Linked DNA regions of Ovis aries: region 1 is linked to region 2. A link is a contact called in public Hi-C data. All regions are on one chromosome and are shown on one strand. Each heading gives the region's core, a stretch centred on a gene start, on an enhancer-like site or on the middle of the called end of the contact. The rest is flanking DNA. Distances are from core to core; before and after follow the strand shown. Region 1 holds the start of GNL1 (G protein nucleolar 1 (putative)). Region 2 holds the start of FLOT1 (flotillin 1).

Region 1 (4,552 bases), core at 1,495-3,994, 130 kb after region 2:
GCTGTTCTAGTCTTTTGCCCACTTTTCTAACAGATTGTCAGAGAGTTTTTTATATGTTCAAAATTTTAACTCTTTATTGGTTATATTTGTTGCAAGTATCTTCTACTCTATGGCTTCCTATTAACTTAATGATGTGATTTGATTAATAGAAGTTCGTATTTCCTAATGTAATTCAGTTTATTTTTCCTTTATGCTTAGTGTGTTGCTTGTCTGTTTAAAAACTCTAATCTACTTTAAGACCATGAAATACATTTGTTTTCTGAAATTACTTCTTTACCCATGAATATCCAATTAACCTGCCATGATTTGCTGAAAAGGCCACTATTTCAATCCCATCTTCAAGAATGAAATGACCATATGTGTGTGGGCCTGTTACTGGACTCTTTATGCCATTCTGTTAATTTATATGTCTCTTTTTGGACCAATACCACACTGCCATAACTGCTACAGCTTTAAGATAAGTCTTGATATTCAGAGTAAGCCCTTCCCCTTAAAAAATTGTCTTTGCAATTTCTCACCCTGATCCTTTGCATTTCCATATAATAATGCAGAATGCTTATTTCTACAAAAACATTGTAGGGATTATAAGTGGGAATGCAATGGATCTATGGGTCAATTTTGGAAGAACTGTCATTTTACAGCATTGAGTTTTTCATTTAAGTACCGAATTCTTGATCTTTTTTTTACATCCCTTGTGGGTTTTAGTCCCTCCCTTGCTCCCTTTTCACGACCTAATCAAAGGATCAGGGCCCCTTTCTTCTCACCTGACTTGGGGTCACCAGGCTTTCCATTGGCCATGGGGGGAGGGCCCAGAAGGCTGGGTGGTCCTAAGAGTAGACATGAAAATATGGTCATCAGAATGGACTAAAAAACTGATGATCCTGTTCTTATATGCTTTCCTTCTACTACTCATTTCTTAATCTAACCAGTAAAGCCAGGTATATTCTCAACAGTGTTATGGGTTCTGACGCCCATCTATTTCCAAAGCATTTTCAGGATTTGCAAAGTGGAGACTCAGCCCTGTCACGGCGTATAATGAGAAAACGATACCTACAAACTTTCTCTCTCCCTTACATTGTTGCTATCCAATAGATCCCAAGTGACTCCTGAGATAAAACCAATCCCTCTCTTTAACTGCTGGCCAGTCAGATACCTCTCCTTTAACCCTATCCGCAAGGAGTTCACAGAAAGCTCTACTTCCACCTTCCCCATGCAAGTGTGGTCACAAACTGTCATCCCAGTCATCGCAATCTGCAACTTCTCTAGGGCCCCTCTCCCTCTGACGTTTTGCGGCTGCGCACATAAGTTCTTTATCTCCTCTCCCTTCTTTACAAAGGGTTAGAGGCCAGTTTGAAGTTGAGGATTCAAGAAAGAGAACTCATTTAGTGTTCCATCCCACACAGGCTCCCCCCCCCCGGCCCCCGCCCCAGCGCGTGCGCCCTTCCTCCCGTTAGACCCCTCTCCCCCGCATATTTTCAGCCTCTAACCCTTCGCCTCGACAGGCTGACAGGCATGTGCGCACCCCTCCGGGGCTCCTCACCGATGGGGCTCCCATCCTCCTCGTCTCCAGTCTCATCCCGCTCTGGCAGTGGGGGCTGCTGCTGCAGTTGCTGCTGCTGATTCTGCTTCTTTCGTTTCGGCATCGTGGTTGCGGCAATGGCTGCAGCGGGATTTGGAGGGCAGTGAGGAAGGGGCACGCTGGGATTCTGTTTCCGCTTCCGGGGGGGGCGGTGGACACTGAGGCTGAGGCTCCCGCCATTTCACTTCCGGAAGGCTGCGGAGAATCTTTGTGCGGTTCTTCTCGCATCAGCCGCCTCCCGCAGTCTCTGCCAGGCAGGGCAGCAATCTCAAACCTTTCCTTTGCTGCGTTGCTATAAACGCTTTGAAAAAGTTGCTCGCTCCTCCCCTCGCTGAAAGAAAATCCACAACCGGCTGCTCCTCACAGCCTGCCATAGAGTCGACTCTCGGGCCAGAAGGCCTGATAAGAGAAGGCTGTCGCATCTTGAGATCGCCATATCCGGTCCCCGGTTTCTATGGTAACAGCTGCAGGCACAACTTGGTGCCCTATGACCTCCCTCCCAAAATCCTTGTCCCACCTGGGTTTCTCTCCTCGGCGGCGCTTGCATTTATGATCTGTAAGCCTGCTCCTTATCATCATTCCCACAAGGAATTTGGGTCCCAGCAGGGCGCTGCCCAGGGCTCTCCAGACCGCCACCCACCCTTCAAGACCTCTGACCCGGCCCCCAGTGTAGTTCAGTAACTCTGCTTCCTTCCCGGGATGCGCAGTCGCGCCTTTCCTCTAAGGCCCAGCTGGAGGATTGGTAAAGTAGCTTATGCGCGTCCACGCCCCTTTCTCCCCAGGTGGTAGGACCCGCCCTCCGCTCCACCGCCCCCTCCAGGTGAGTGGTAGCTTCTCCCCGGCGCGCAAGGTAGTGATGACACGCGTCCCCCCTCCTCTGAAGGCGAGTTGGTAGCGTCCGTGACGAAGTTAGCCCGATCCTCCCACGCGCGCCTCCTTCCTCGCCGCCGCAGCGCCCTCTCCGTGCCACTGGCTCTCACGTGCGGGTAGCCTACCCTGCATCATCCTCTCGCCTCGCTCTCACTGGGAAGTGACTGTATTTCCCCGTTGTCTTCCACCCGGGCCGCCCGGGCGCAGCGGCCGGGCCCGCCCGCTGACGTCACCTTCAGCCCCGCCCCCTCCAGGGTCCCGGGCCCTTGCGGCGGGGGCTGCCCCGGGGGGAGTCAGTTGAGGCGGCGGGAGCTCGGCGGAGGGCGGGCCAGGTGACTGGTCCGGGCCATGCCGAGGAAGAAGCCTTTCAGCGTGAAGCAGAAGAAAAAGCAGTTGCAGGACAAGCGGGAGCGGAAGAGAGGTCAGTGCAGGAGCCAGAGGAGGGGGCGGGGCTCGGACTCCCGCACATCTGGAAGGAGGGGTGTGCCCGCCTCACCTCTGGGAGGCGTGGGAGGGGGTGGCGGCCGCGTGCCGACGCGCGTGGGCGATCGCGGAGGGGATTCCCTCACCGCAGCCCCCTACATCTGGAAGGGGTGGGGAAGGATGGAGAGTTGGGGGAGGGGAATCCCTCCAGCTCCAACGGGGCGCCATCCCCGCAGATCCCTGGAGGAGGAGTGCCTCCCCCCACGCACATCCGGGAGGGTCCTGGGCAGAGTAGGTGGGAGGGCCCGGTCTCAAAAGAAGTGCGGTGGTGTGGGGAGGAGCCAGGCCGACCGGGGAGGGGGTCTTTTGGCCCCTGAGAACTGGCCAGCACTGGCGTCACCGGCTCCTCCCCGCAGGGCTTCAAGATGGGCTGCGATCCAGTTCCAACAGCCGCAGCGGGAGCCGAGAGCGGCGGGAGGAGCAGACCGACACCTCGGACGGGGAGTCTGTGACCCATCACATCCGCAGGCTCAACCAGCAACCTTCCCAAGGGCTGGGCCCGCGAGGCTATGACCCAAATCGGTGAGAATGGGCGGGGGGCTCTGGCCCAAGTTTCCCCGCCTACCCGGAAGTCAGAGCGTTGGGGGAAAGCAGGCTGCTGGTGGTGGAGGCTTGAAACGAGATTGGGGGAGGGCTGGGATGCCACGGTTCTCCATGGGCCGCTAGGGCACAAGGGAAGCTTGTGGAGCGGGCTACAATCTTCCCTTCCGCAGAGCCTGGAGAGAGTTTGGCTGTTTCTGGACGAAACTTAGGGGAAGGCCTGTTGTTGCACGAAAGAGATTTGGGGGAGGGCTGGCTGAGAAGCGAGACTTGAAGTCTGGAGAGAAGAGTTTGTGGTGGGCCAAGGATTGCGATGGATGCTGTGGTCCCTTCCCTGTTAGATACCGGCTGCATTTTGAGCGAGACAGCCGGGAGGAAGTGGAGAGGAGAAAGAGAGCTGCCCGGGAGCAAGTGCTACAGCCCGTCAGTGCTGAGCTGCTGGAGCTGGACATCCGGGAGGTCTACCAGCCCGGCTCTGGTGAGTGAGAAGCTCAGCGCCTGGATGCTTGGGACAGGCAGTGGGCTGGGGAAAGGAGTTTGGAAGAGTAAGAGCCGACTGGGAGGAAGAAGGGGTCTGGGAAATGCACCCTTGAGTTTTGAAACTATCCCAAAACTTATTTGGACTTTTTATTGATGACTCAGTCCTGGACTTTCCCCGACGTCCTCCTTGGAGCTATGAGATGTCTAAGGAACAACTGATGAGCCAGGAGGAACGGAGCTTCCAGGAGTATCTTGGGAAGATTCATGGGGCTTACACCTCTGAGAAACTCAGCTACTTTGAGCACAATCTGGAGGTGAGACTAGAGTGGGGACAGGAGTGGGGCATAGTCACCCATGGCCAGATTGGTTTGAGTCAGGCAGGAGAGTGACTCTGGGCTCAAGTTCTCTTTCACTGATTTTGTCTTTTCAGACATGGAGGCAGCTGTGGCGAGTGTTAGAGATGTCTGATATTGTTCTGCTGATTACTGATATCCGACATCCAGTGAGTCCTGAGATGAGGGTGGGCAAGGGGCAGGAGGGAGGGAGGTTCTGGTGGGGTAAAGGGCAGAGGCAGTAGTTGGGAGACATAGATGTAATCCC
Region 2 (4,372 bases), core at 687-3,186:
GATTTCATCCGCCTCCACTCACAACTCACACACTCACAACACACACTTGGCGTGCCTACGGTTGGCACTGGCCAAGTCTCCGCCCCCTCCCTTTGCTTAATCTTCGGAATTTCCAGCCGACCGTCCAACAGCTCCCAGCCCAGGGTGGAGTTGAGAAGGACCCGCCCAGTTCTCGGGGTACATAACTAGCTCTGCGGGACTGCGGGGCCACTCGTCCTTCGGCTCAGCTCAGCGCACAATGTGTCACTCTCGCAGCTCCCTCCCCACCATGACCGTCCTGCGGGCTCCGACCCCGGTCTCCTCCACCAGCCCGGGACCCCGACGGGGCTCCGGTCCCGAGATCTTCACCTTCGACCCTCTCCCGGAGCCCGCGGTGGCCCCCGCTGCGCGCCCTAGCGCCACCCGCGGGCATCGAAAGCGCAGCCGTAGGGTCCTCTACCCACGAGTGGTGAGTGTCTCCGAAGTGGACAGCCCCGGGGGAAGAGCAGGGTGAACCACTGGACGCCGGGGCCCCGATCTGACCTGTTCTTTTTATCACCTCCCCTCAGGTCCGGCGTCAGCTGCCAGTCGAGGAACCGAACCCTGCCAAAAGGCTGCTCTTTGTCCTGCTGACCATCATCTTCTGTCAGATCCTGATGGCTGAAGACGGTGCGTCTGTACCCCTGGCCCCGGAGGACACCTCCAGCGCACCGTCCCCCGCGCCCACCGCTGCAGCCCCGGTCTTCGAGCCCCTTAATCTGACCTCGGAGCCCTCGGACTACGCTTTGGATCTCAGCACTTTTCTCCAGCAACACCCGGCCGCCTTCTAACCGGGACTCCCCACTTCCCCAAAAGAACCTGAAAAACCAAGAAAACACTGGGTGTACCTGGTGCGCGAGAGCGTATCCCAAACTGGGACTCGCGAGGCAACTCGCACTCAGAACACTATGGCGAAGACGCCGGTCCGAGCCTGGAGAGACAGGCACCGGCACGCCGGGGTTAGGCCGGGTGGGGAAGAAGTGCGTCGTTAACTTATTTCTCATTGTTCCTAATAATATTTATGTGTATTTATGTGTGTCCCCCTAGGTGATGGAGGGGTGTATGTAATATTTATTTTAACTTATGCAGGAGTGCGAGATGTGCACCTTGCTGCAAATGCAGGTCTCTGGGTATTTATTGGGCTCTGTGGGGTTGGTGGAGGCAAGCACCCAGAATTGAGCGAGGCCGGGAAAAGGGATGGAGGAAACCCAAGTCGAGAAGGCGCCCGGGCTGGGAGTCAAGGACGGTGGTGGGTCGCAGTGACACTCTCAGTTCTCCAGCATCTCAACTCGCGAGTCTGTGAAGATTCGGGGAACCGTTGAGAATAAGGTCCCTGGCCTACAATCTCCTTGAAGTTGCCTCCAAGGGGGTGACTGCGGGGTTGGTGGGCTGTCAGGAGGCTGTTCTGGGGTCGCCCCGTATGTTCTATGAACACAAATAAACTTGATTTACTGTCGGCAGTCATGTGTGTGTCTCTTTACAAGCGGCGGTCCCCTACTTTCAAGGCGCCAGGAGGAGGAGGAGACGGTCAAGTCCCCAGCCGGTGCTCCTCCCCAGGCCCATGAGTCCCTCCTCCTGGAGCCATGGAACTCAGCATCTTGTGACCGGACGCTGTCAGTCGTTGCCCAGTCTGTGGTTTTTCTCAGTTAGTTTACCTGGGGCAAGTGCGACGTGAGTCAACCTCCCTCTGCCCGAGAGCGTACTCACGGAAGTCACGTCGCACGGGGCGGGGCGTGGGGCTGCCTGGGCGGGACTTCCGGCCCCGGAAGGGCGGCCAAGTGTGGCCTCCTCCCCCATACCGGGGCCGCTTCTGCAGCTCTCGAGGGCTGCGGATCTGAGCTGGGCCTGCCGGGAAAGGGGCGGGTCGGACGCCCGAGGCCGGGGGTGGGGTGGAGGGGGGTGGTCCTCCGCGGGGGGCGGGGTCGTGTCTGCAGCAGTAACGGGGTGCGGCTGAGTTGGGGGCGCGGGCCCAGCTCCCAGGGAGACCCTACGCGAGTGGCACCTGCTAGACTCCCAGGCCCCCTACGCAGCCCCGCCCTCCCCGGGACCCCAGCCCGGCCGCCGCCCGAGTCCGGGAAGGTAGGTGGGGGAGGGGAGATGGAGTGGGTTGCAGAGGAACAGGGAGGGTAGCGCAAGGGTCTGGGGACCTCTCCGGGTCTGGAGAGCTTCATATCACTGAAGGTGGGGCGCGGTGAGCGGCTGAGGATCGCTGGCTGCGAAATTTCACAGGAAAAGCCTTAGCGAATCCGGGGTTGCGGAAGAGCCTGGGCCTCGGCGTCTGCAGGCTGGGCGGGACTGACTGGAAAGGGAGAGTTCGCTCCTGTGGACTGCGCGGCGCCCCTTCGCATCCGCAAAGGCTTTGTCTTCCCCTCCTCCAGCTCCAGCCTGAGCCATGTTTTTCACCTGTGGCCCAAATGAGGCCATGGTGGTCTCCGGTAAGTATTGTTTTCTGCTCAGCCAGTGAGCACCCCCTGCAGAGGCCTCTTCCCTCTCCCTACCAGCTCCCCAGCACTAGGCCTCCTGTCCACCCCACCCACGATGGCTTCATGCCACCCACTTGTGATTATTCCTTGCGTAGCCTTCCAAGGCCTAGACTGCCCCTCGCCCTTGTCAGCTTCCAGCTTTCCTCGTGGAGGTTGCTCCCCACTCCCTCCCCAAGGTCTGTCTCCCACGTTACAGCTCTACCGCTACAGCTCTACCACGGCCACCGGCCACCACAGCTCACTGCCCTCTCCCCGTGCAGGTTTCTGCCGGAGCCCCCCAGTCATGGTGGCTGGAGGCCGTGTCTTTGTCCTGCCCTGCATCCAGCAAATCCAGAGGTGGGTAGCAAGAAAACTGGGGCAAGGGAACCCCCATTTTCTCCCTTTCTTCCTTTTCACACTGTCCACCCCTTCTCTCTCCCTTAGGATCTCACTCAACACACTGACCCTCAATGTCAAGAGTGAAAAGGTTTACACTCGCCATGGGGTCCCCATCTCAGTCACTGGCATTGCCCAGGTGAGGCTTTCAGAGCCTTTTCCTCAAAGTCCACTCCCCCACCCAGCATCTTCTGTGTCCCCAGACATTAAGAATCTTCTGACCATGGCTTTCCCTATCTCTGCCTGTGGAGCAATTTCTCTGCAAGTCTCCACATCTCCAGGGATCCCCAAGGCACCTGACTCTCCCTGCCTCTGCTCTGGCTTCAGGAGGCCTTCCGCACACCCTCCCCAGCTCTGTTCTGGCTACAGGTAAAGATCCAGGGTCAGAACAAGGAGATGCTGGCCGCCGCCTGCCAGATGTTCCTGGGGAAGACGGAGGCAGAGATCGCCCATATCGCGCTGGAGACACTGGAGGGCCACCAGAGGGCTATCATGGCCCACATGACCGTGGAGGTGGGCCTGAGGGCAGGGAGAGATCGGGAAGGGATGCCAGACTGCAAGGGGCCTAAGAACCCAGCTAATCTGAGGAAGACGGTGGCCAGAGGATCTGAGCACGTCCCTTCCTTCTTCCTTCCATCCTGTTATCCCAGGAAATCTATAAGGACAGGCAGAAATTCTCAGAGCAGGTTTTCAAAGTGGCCTCCTCAGACCTGGTCAACATGGGCATCAGCGTGGTCAGCTACACCCTGAAGGACATTCACGACGATCAGGTAAACCTCAGCAGTTGGTCCTCCCTGCTTCCCTGCTCCCATCTGGTAAACCTTCTCTCCTGAGGATTGAGACATCTGCATCTCTCCACAGGACTATTTGCACTCCTTGGGGAAGGCTCGAACAGCTCAGGTCCAAAAAGATGCTCGGATTGGGGAAGCAGAGGCCAAAAGAGATGCGGGGATCCGGGTGAGAGAGCTGGGGGTTGCTTGGTCTCCGAGGGCTTTTTGTGTACCTGATGGGAGAGGGTGTGGCGTGAGGGCCAGTGGAGCAGGGTTGGCAGAGGATGTAGACGAGGCCGGGCCCAGGGCGAAGATGGAGGAGCTCGGTGGAGAGCAAGCTCTCTCCCTTGGGCCTTCTTCTGCCTACTCTGATGCCCTACCCAATCTCTGCATGAACAGGAGGCCAAAGCCAAGCAGGAGAAGGTGTCTGCTCAGTACCTGAGTGAGATCGAGATGGCCAAGGCACAGAGGGACTACGAGCTGAAGAAGGCCGCATACGACATCGAAGTCAACACGCGCCGAGCACAGGCTGACCTGGCCTATCAACTTCAGGTCAGAGTCCCCATCCTGGCCCTGTGGCCAGGCTGTACTTCACTCCCTCCCTGTTCTCCTCAGGCTACCACTCTCTCTCATATCCTGACTTTGATCCCCTTATTTTGACTCTCAGTTTCTGACCCAACTCCTCCATATAAGGAAGATTTAAAAGACCTAAATGTTTCAGCTGAA

What was found. Hi-C and Micro-C count contacts between places; a contact is called where the count stands out from the background.
Region 1: a contact with region 2 is called in a Hi-C map of liver, with 2.1 times the contacts expected there. The contact joins the promoter of GNL1 here to the promoter of FLOT1 in region 2. A contact is called at or near these places in 5 of 16 Hi-C or Micro-C datasets (blood, liver and tail adipose tissue).

What each region holds. Positions count from the first base shown.
Region 1 is chr20:27,534,221-27,538,772 of ARS-UI_Ramb_v3.0, forward strand. It overlaps GNL1 (G protein nucleolar 1 (putative)), which reads left to right and starts at 2,745. Exons shown (of 12, transcript XM_027958866.3): 1 at 2,745-2,870; 2 at 3,289-3,454; 3 at 3,814-3,950; 4 at 4,115-4,266; 5 at 4,383-4,454. The coding sequence starts at 2,798. It overlaps PRR3 (proline rich 3), which reads right to left and starts at 1,684. Exons shown (of 3, transcript XM_012100974.5): 1 at 1,541-1,684. The coding sequence starts at 1,643.
Region 2 is chr20:27,401,193-27,405,564 of ARS-UI_Ramb_v3.0, forward strand. It overlaps FLOT1 (flotillin 1), which reads left to right and starts at 1,937. Exons shown (of 13, transcript XM_060403343.1): 1 at 1,937-2,097; 2 at 2,200-2,453; 3 at 2,762-2,837; 4 at 2,925-3,015; 5 at 3,246-3,389; 6 at 3,527-3,646; 7 at 3,738-3,833; 8 at 4,046-4,198. The coding sequence starts at 2,411. IER3 (immediate early response 3) reads left to right here and starts at 210. Exons shown (of 2, transcript XM_004018996.6): 1 at 210-448; 2 at 549-1,478. The coding sequence starts at 239. The coding sequence ends at 809. LOC132658256 (a long non-coding RNA gene) reads right to left here and starts at 130. Exons shown (of 2, transcript XR_009597619.1): 1 at 1-130.